2 separate regions of the Sus scrofa genome follow, and region 2 is linked to region 1. Evidence: chromatin contacts called from public Hi-C data. All regions are on one chromosome and are shown on one strand. The core of a region is the stretch at or near the end of the contact, and the rest is flanking DNA. Distances in the headings are between cores, read along the strand shown.

Region 1 (3,261 bases), core at 219-2,718:
AGTGGTTAACGAATCTGACTAGGAACCATGAGGTTGCGGGTTCGGTCCCTGCCCTTGCTCAGTGGGTTGACGATCCGGCGTTGCCGTGAGCTGTGGTATAGGTTGCAGACACTGCTCGGATCCCGCGTTGCTGTGGCTCTGGCGTAGGCCGGTGGCTGCAGCTCCGATCAACCCCTGGCCTGGGAGGCTCCATAGGCCGCGGGAGCGGCCCAGGAGATAGCAACAACAACAACAACAAAAGACAAAAAGACAAAAAAATAAAATAAAATAAAATAAAATAAAATGCATAAGCAATGAGGTCCTGCTGTACAGGAGAGGGAACCATATCCAATTTCCTGAGATAGACCATGATGAAAAATAATATTAAAAAAACAAGTATATATTATACTTTGCTGTATAGCAGAATTTGGCACAACATTTTAAGTGAACTATAATAATAATAACAAAGAAATCATAATACTGAAAAAAAAATCAAAGACCTAAATAAATATACAGGGATTGGAAGAATCAGCATCATAAAGACATTGAGCTCTACTACTGATTATAAAAAAGTAAGTGGCACAGAATTTGTTCTTCCGCTGTAGACAACTAGAAACCTGAACAAAAGATATGAGACAATTGTTTGTGGATGACCGGGCCAGACTCCGGTATCTGAGAGAAAGAAAACAAAACGCGGAGTTCCCATCGTGGCGCAGTGGTTAACGAATCCGACTAGGAACCATGAGGTTGCGGGTTCGGTCCCTGCCCTTGCTCAGCGGGTTAAGGATCTGGCGTTGCCGTGAGCTGTGGTGTAGGTCACAGACGCGGCTCGGATCCCGCGTTGCTGTGGCTCTGGCGTAGGCTGGCAGCTACAGCTCCGATTAGACCCCTAGCCTGGGAACCTCCATATGCCGCGGAAGCGGCCCAAGAAATAGCAACAGCAACAACAAAAGACAAAAGACAAAAAAAAAAAAAAGAAAACAAAACGCATCAGCATCCTTACCTGGTGGTCATTTTGAAACTATAGCACAGCAAAGAAAAATTCAGACAAAGCACAGTGGTCTTCCTAATTGAAAATATAAAGGAGTTCCTGTTGTGGTTCAGCGGGTTAAGAACCTGACATAGTGTCCACGACGATGCAGGTTTAATCCCTGGCCTCGATCGTTGGGTTAAAGGATCCAGCATTGTTGCAAGTTGCAACATAGGTCAGATCCTGCATTAGTGTGGCTGTGGCTATAGTTTAGGCTGGCAGCTGAAGCTCTGATTTGACCCTGAGCCTGGGAACTTCCATAATCTGAGGGTGCAGCCATAAAAAGAGAAAGAAAAAGAGAGAGAAGATAAAGCTTGGATTTGTGGGAGGGAAGAGAGCTCGAATTTGCAGGACAAAGTACCAGAGAGCAGGAAGCTATGCAAAGAAAGAGCTTCCAAAATCTGCATAAGACTCTTCTGAGTCTTTGGCTGAACACCAAGCTGCACATTCACAGAATGAAACTCCACGAGCCTGAGCAAAGTACTAGGATCAGAGCCTGTAAACTGAACAATTCTCAGCACACAGAGGGTTAGGAGATGCAAATTCTAGCCTGACAGAATAGAGACCTCATTGGGCAATCAAGAGAAACTCTGGAGGGGTCGAGGCTTAGCAATAAAGCTAAACTAGCCCTAGAACAAAGGGTATTCTACACACACTCCAACGAAGCTTAAAATCATCCTCAAGAATATCAGGTTGATTTGCAACTAACCTAATGATTAGCCTGTGCGACAAAATAAACTTCAAAATTCTTTGAAAAAAGACAACAAAATGCAAACAATTCAACAGCGTAGGGAGTTCCCATTGTGGTGCATTGGAAACGAATCCTACTAGTATCCACGAGGATGCAGCTTCGATCCCTGGCCTTGTTCAGTGGGTTAAGGATCCGACGTTGCCATGAGCTGTGGTATAGTTCGCAAATGTGGCTCGGATCCCACATTGTTGAGGCGTTGGCTGGTAGCTGTAGCTCTGATTAGACCCCTAGCCTGGGAACTTCCATATGCTGTGGGTGTGGCCCTAAAAAGCAAAAAACAAACAAAAAAAATATTTTAAAATATAACATTTATAATTGATGATATTAAAAAACCACTACACCTTGAAAAAAGTAACAAGTTCTGAACAGAAAAGGATATGAAAATAATATAGATAAAATATTATACATGTAATTTTCATATATACATAATATATAGGTGCATATATCATATATACATTCTACTTTTTTTTTTTTTTTTTTTTTTTTTGCCTTTTTTTTTAGGGCTGCATCCTTGGCACATGGAAGTTCCCAGGCTAGGGATCGAATCAGAGCTATAGCTGTGGCCTACACCACAGCCATAGCAACGTGGGATCCAAGCCTCGTCTGCAATCTACACAACAACTGATGGCAACGCTGGATCCTTAACCTACTGAGCAAGGCCAGGGATCCAAATGGTGTCCTCATGGATCCTAGTTGGGTTCGTTAACCACTGGGCCACAAAGGGAACTCACTACACATTTTTTTTGTTCCAGTCCTTTTCACTTTGACTTAATGTCAGTGCTAATGCCACCAGATTTCCTGATAATGCAAAAGTGGTCACTTCATGTACATAGAGTTTAGTTCTCTCCACATTTTACAATCGAATAAAAACAACATAAATATTAGTGAGTGTGGAAAAAGTCGTTCAGCTAATGTTGCTTATTTATGTGTATTAAGCCCTTTAAGAATTAAAAACTCAGCTAAATCTTTTTCTCCCTATGTTTTCCTTGGCTTTACCTATTCCCAGGACACTGTTTGAATCCCAGGGGTATGGATCTAGTGATGTGCTAAAACCGGCTCTCGCCAGCTCACCAGAGCCAATGGTCAAATATTCAGGAATTCTGCAATCCAATTGCTAAACTGTTGGTAGTTTGAAATCAGCTCCTGCTTCATGGGGAGTATTTACTTTCCCAAAATTGACAAAGAGTGCAAGTCAGGGCTTTATTTCATCATGCTGGCATGCTAGTACACTACTGTGTTTTTTTCCAGTTTAATAAGTATCCCCTAGAGAATGAGCAAACTATGGCCTACAGGTCAAATCCAGCCCACTACCTGTTTCTGCAAATAAAGTTTTACTGGAATCCAGTCATGCCCATTTGCTTAGATATTGTCAGCAGCTCCTTTGGGGGCTATAGAGATGAGTAGTCATGACAGAGACCACAAAGCCTAAAGTTTTTACTATCTGGCTTTTTACTGAAAAAGAGAGGGTGAACAAAAGCTATACTGAGTGGAGGTATTAGTC
Region 2 (3,261 bases), core at 302-2,801, 180 kb before region 1:
TTACTTTTGCTGCCCATTTTGCCTCACCTTTCATTACTTTCTAAATGGTTAATATTTATGTGTAAGGAGCTGCCATTATAGTGGGAATAAAAAGTGACATATGACACCATCTCACCATCACCATTCTCTGTTCAGAGAGGTCTCATCTCATAATTTTGGAAACACTCTTAAGCCTCCACAAACCAGCGAGATCACTAAATCAAACAAATATCCCATTCACAACTCATCTTTATACTTTTATTAGCTGGATTTTACAACCTGGTCTCTGTTTTGATAATTAGACATTTCATCATCCATATGCCTTTAACTTCATTGCTTAAAATTTGCCCCTCATTTTTGCTTTTAGCCTTTGTCCTACTTTTTGGTATGTCACTAAACAGGCTGAGCATTCAGTACACTGTACGCTATTCAGATTCCTACATCACATTCTGGCTTAGAACACAGTAGTCTTTTTGTTGCAGAGGGAGGAGCTAAAGAATGTTCTCATTTACGTTGTGGCAAAAAGCCTCAGACATTACCTAGGTATGTGTGTCTTACTGCTATACATTTAAAAAATGTTTTACGTAAGTCAGGCCTTAATTACACATGACACTGAAGGTGAAAAGTGCTGACTAAAACCAAATGATAAAAACAGTGCTTATTTTGGAAATGTAATCCAAAAATATATTCAGATATATGTCGACACATACCTGTATCCCAAGTAATTCAGTAACTAATGTAGGCACTTTCTCCTTTTTTTTTTTTTCAGTTGTTTTGTCTTTTAGGGCCATACTCTCAGCACATGGAGGTTCCCAGGCTAGGGGTCCAATTGGAACTGTAGCCACCAGCCTATGCCACAGCCATAGCAACAAGGGATCCGAGCTATGTCTGCGACCTACACCACAGCTCAGGGCAACACCAGATCCTTAACCCACTGAGCAAGGCCAGGGATCAAACCTGCGTCCTCATGCATGCTAGTTGGGTTCACTAACCACTGAGCCACAAGGGGAACTCCCTCCTCTCCATGTTAACTGAACTAGGGTGATAGTAGGAAGTGCCCAGGTTACTGCAGATGAGCAACTGTTTATCACGTCTTGGCTGACCTTTAGCGAGTGATCATTTGTCAAGAGTGGTATTAAAGATAGCTTTTTAAATACATGAGATACTCATTTAAAACTTGACGATCCTCCAGCTGGAACGCCAGTGTGCCACTGCTCTCCACAGTAGAACATTCTCTCACAAGACCTTTGCCTTCCATAATCAATGCACATACTGCCCTTCCTGTTTGGACCCTTGTGCCAGGGCTTCCTGAGAACACTGTTGTTCAGTAGAGAACTTATTTACAACAGTGGTTTATCTAAAAATTATGGTCCAAAACCCCTTGGGTAGACAAATGCCATTGATCCCAGTGTAACATTCAGGAAGTCGCTGATCAAAGTACCATATTCAGCAAATTCCCAGGCATGACCAAACTTGCTAGAAAACCAAAAAGGGAAAATCTGGGAAGTAGGCCAAGATCCTGGGTGTCATTGTACAACATTCAAGCCAACCCTGGTTTCAAAATTCTTTTGAGATTGTTACTCCGTGCTTGGGATGCATTCCACAGTGTTTGGCCACAGATCATCACACAAGAAGTACACTGCAGAACTGTGCTTCCATATTGCTAGGTTTTTGCAGTAGGAAAATTTAATTGTTGATGGAAAAAATTGTTTTATTTTTAGATTTTCTTCAAGTCTACTGGTGAGGCAATATCAAATAATAGAAAAAAACTGGGTTAAGATTTTCTAGCAAATATAATCTTAGACTAATCCCTTGTCTTCTCTCTTCCCTTCCTATTTCCAAAGATGCTGTGAAGAATTAACAAGAAAATATTTACAATGTTATAAGCACAAGGAAGACATTATTCAAAAGGTATGGACAAGGAATAGTAAGCTTTAACAAGGGAGTAGTAGTATCTTCAATCACTCAGTGAGAAGAATCTAAATTAAAAATATGAGATATTAGAGTTCCTGTTGTAGCTCAATGGTTAACGAATCCGACTAGGAGCCATGAGGTTGTGAGTTCGATCCCTGGCCTTGCTTGGTGGGTTAAGGATTTGGAGTTGCTGTGAGCTGTGGTGTAGGTCAGAGACTCGGCTTGGATCTGGCATTGCTGTGGCTGTGATGTAGGCCTGTGGCTATAGTTCCGATTAGACCTCTAGCCTGGGAACCTCCATATGCCGTGGGTGCAGCCCTAAAAGGACAAAAAGACAAAAAATTAATTAATTAATTATTTTAATTAAAATATGAGATATTGGAGTTCTCATCGTGACTCAGTGGTTAACAAACCAGACTATGATCCATGAGGACGCAGGTTCCGTCTCTGGCCTTGCTTAGTGGGTTAAGGATCTGGTGTTGCCGTGAGCTGTGGGGTAGGTCACAGATGTGGCTTAGATCCCACATTGCTATGACTGTAGATCCCACATTGCTATGACTGTGGCATAGGCCTACAGCTGCACCTCCAGTTAGACCCCTAGCCTGGGAGCCTCCTTATGCTTGGGTGCTGCCCTAAAAAGACAAAAAGACCAAAAAAAAAAAAAAAAGATACTACTTTTCACCTATAAGATTGACAAAGTTCAGGAGTTCCCTTTGTGGCACAACAGAAGCAAATCCAACTAGTATCCATGAGGACATGGGTTAGATCCCTGGCCTTGCTCAGTGGGTTGGGGATCCAGCATTGCTCTGAGCTGTGGTGTAGGTCACAGATGTGGCTTGGACACCAGCATTGCTGTGGCTGTGGTGTAGGCCAGCAGCTACAGCTCCAATTAGACCCCTAGCCTGGGAAATTCCATAAGCCACAGGTGGGCCCTAAAAAAAAGAAAAAAAAATTGACCAAGTTCAAAAGCTTGATAAAATGCTCTGTTGGTCAGGGTCTAGGGGAGAGATACTCTCAAATGTTTCTTAGTGGAAACAGGAATAGGTACAACCCCTTGGTGGGAAATTCAGCAGTAGCTATCAAAATTGAAAATGCCCATGCCTTTTTTAAAAAATTGATTGTATTGACATATGGCTGATTTGCAACGTTGTATTAATTTGTGCTCTACAGCAAAGTGACTCAGTTTTACACATATATTTTTTTCATATTCTCTTTCATTATGGTTTATTATAGGGTATTGAATATAGTTCCCTGTGCTATACAGTCAGATTTTGTTGTTTATCCACTCTATATATAACAGTTTCCATCTGCTGATCTCAAATTCCCAATCTATCCCTCCCTCAACCACCTCCCCATTGGCAACAACAG

Evidence for each region. A called contact is a pair of places that touch in the nucleus more often than the background predicts.
Region 2: a Hi-C map of liver shows a contact between it and region 1, with 10 times the contacts expected there. The contact joins two enhancer-like sites. A contact is called at or near these places in 2 of 47 Hi-C or Micro-C datasets (embryonic fibroblasts and liver).

Annotation. Positions count from the first base shown.
Region 1 is chr1:182,471,493-182,474,753 of Sscrofa11.1, reverse strand. No RefSeq gene overlaps it. Among named protein-coding and RNA genes, the nearest start is that of GNPNAT1, 50 kb to the right of the region's middle. Within about 2 kb of position 1,468, at least 6 of the 83 cell types and tissues checked have an H3K27ac peak or open chromatin away from gene starts, as enhancers often do. A contact at or near this core is called in liver, where this site is marked.
Region 2 is chr1:182,655,066-182,658,326 of Sscrofa11.1, reverse strand. No RefSeq gene overlaps it. Among named protein-coding and RNA genes, the nearest start is that of FERMT2, 50 kb to the right of the region's middle. Within about 2 kb of position 1,551, at least 22 of the 83 cell types and tissues checked have an H3K27ac peak or open chromatin away from gene starts, as enhancers often do. A contact at or near this core is called in liver, where this site is marked.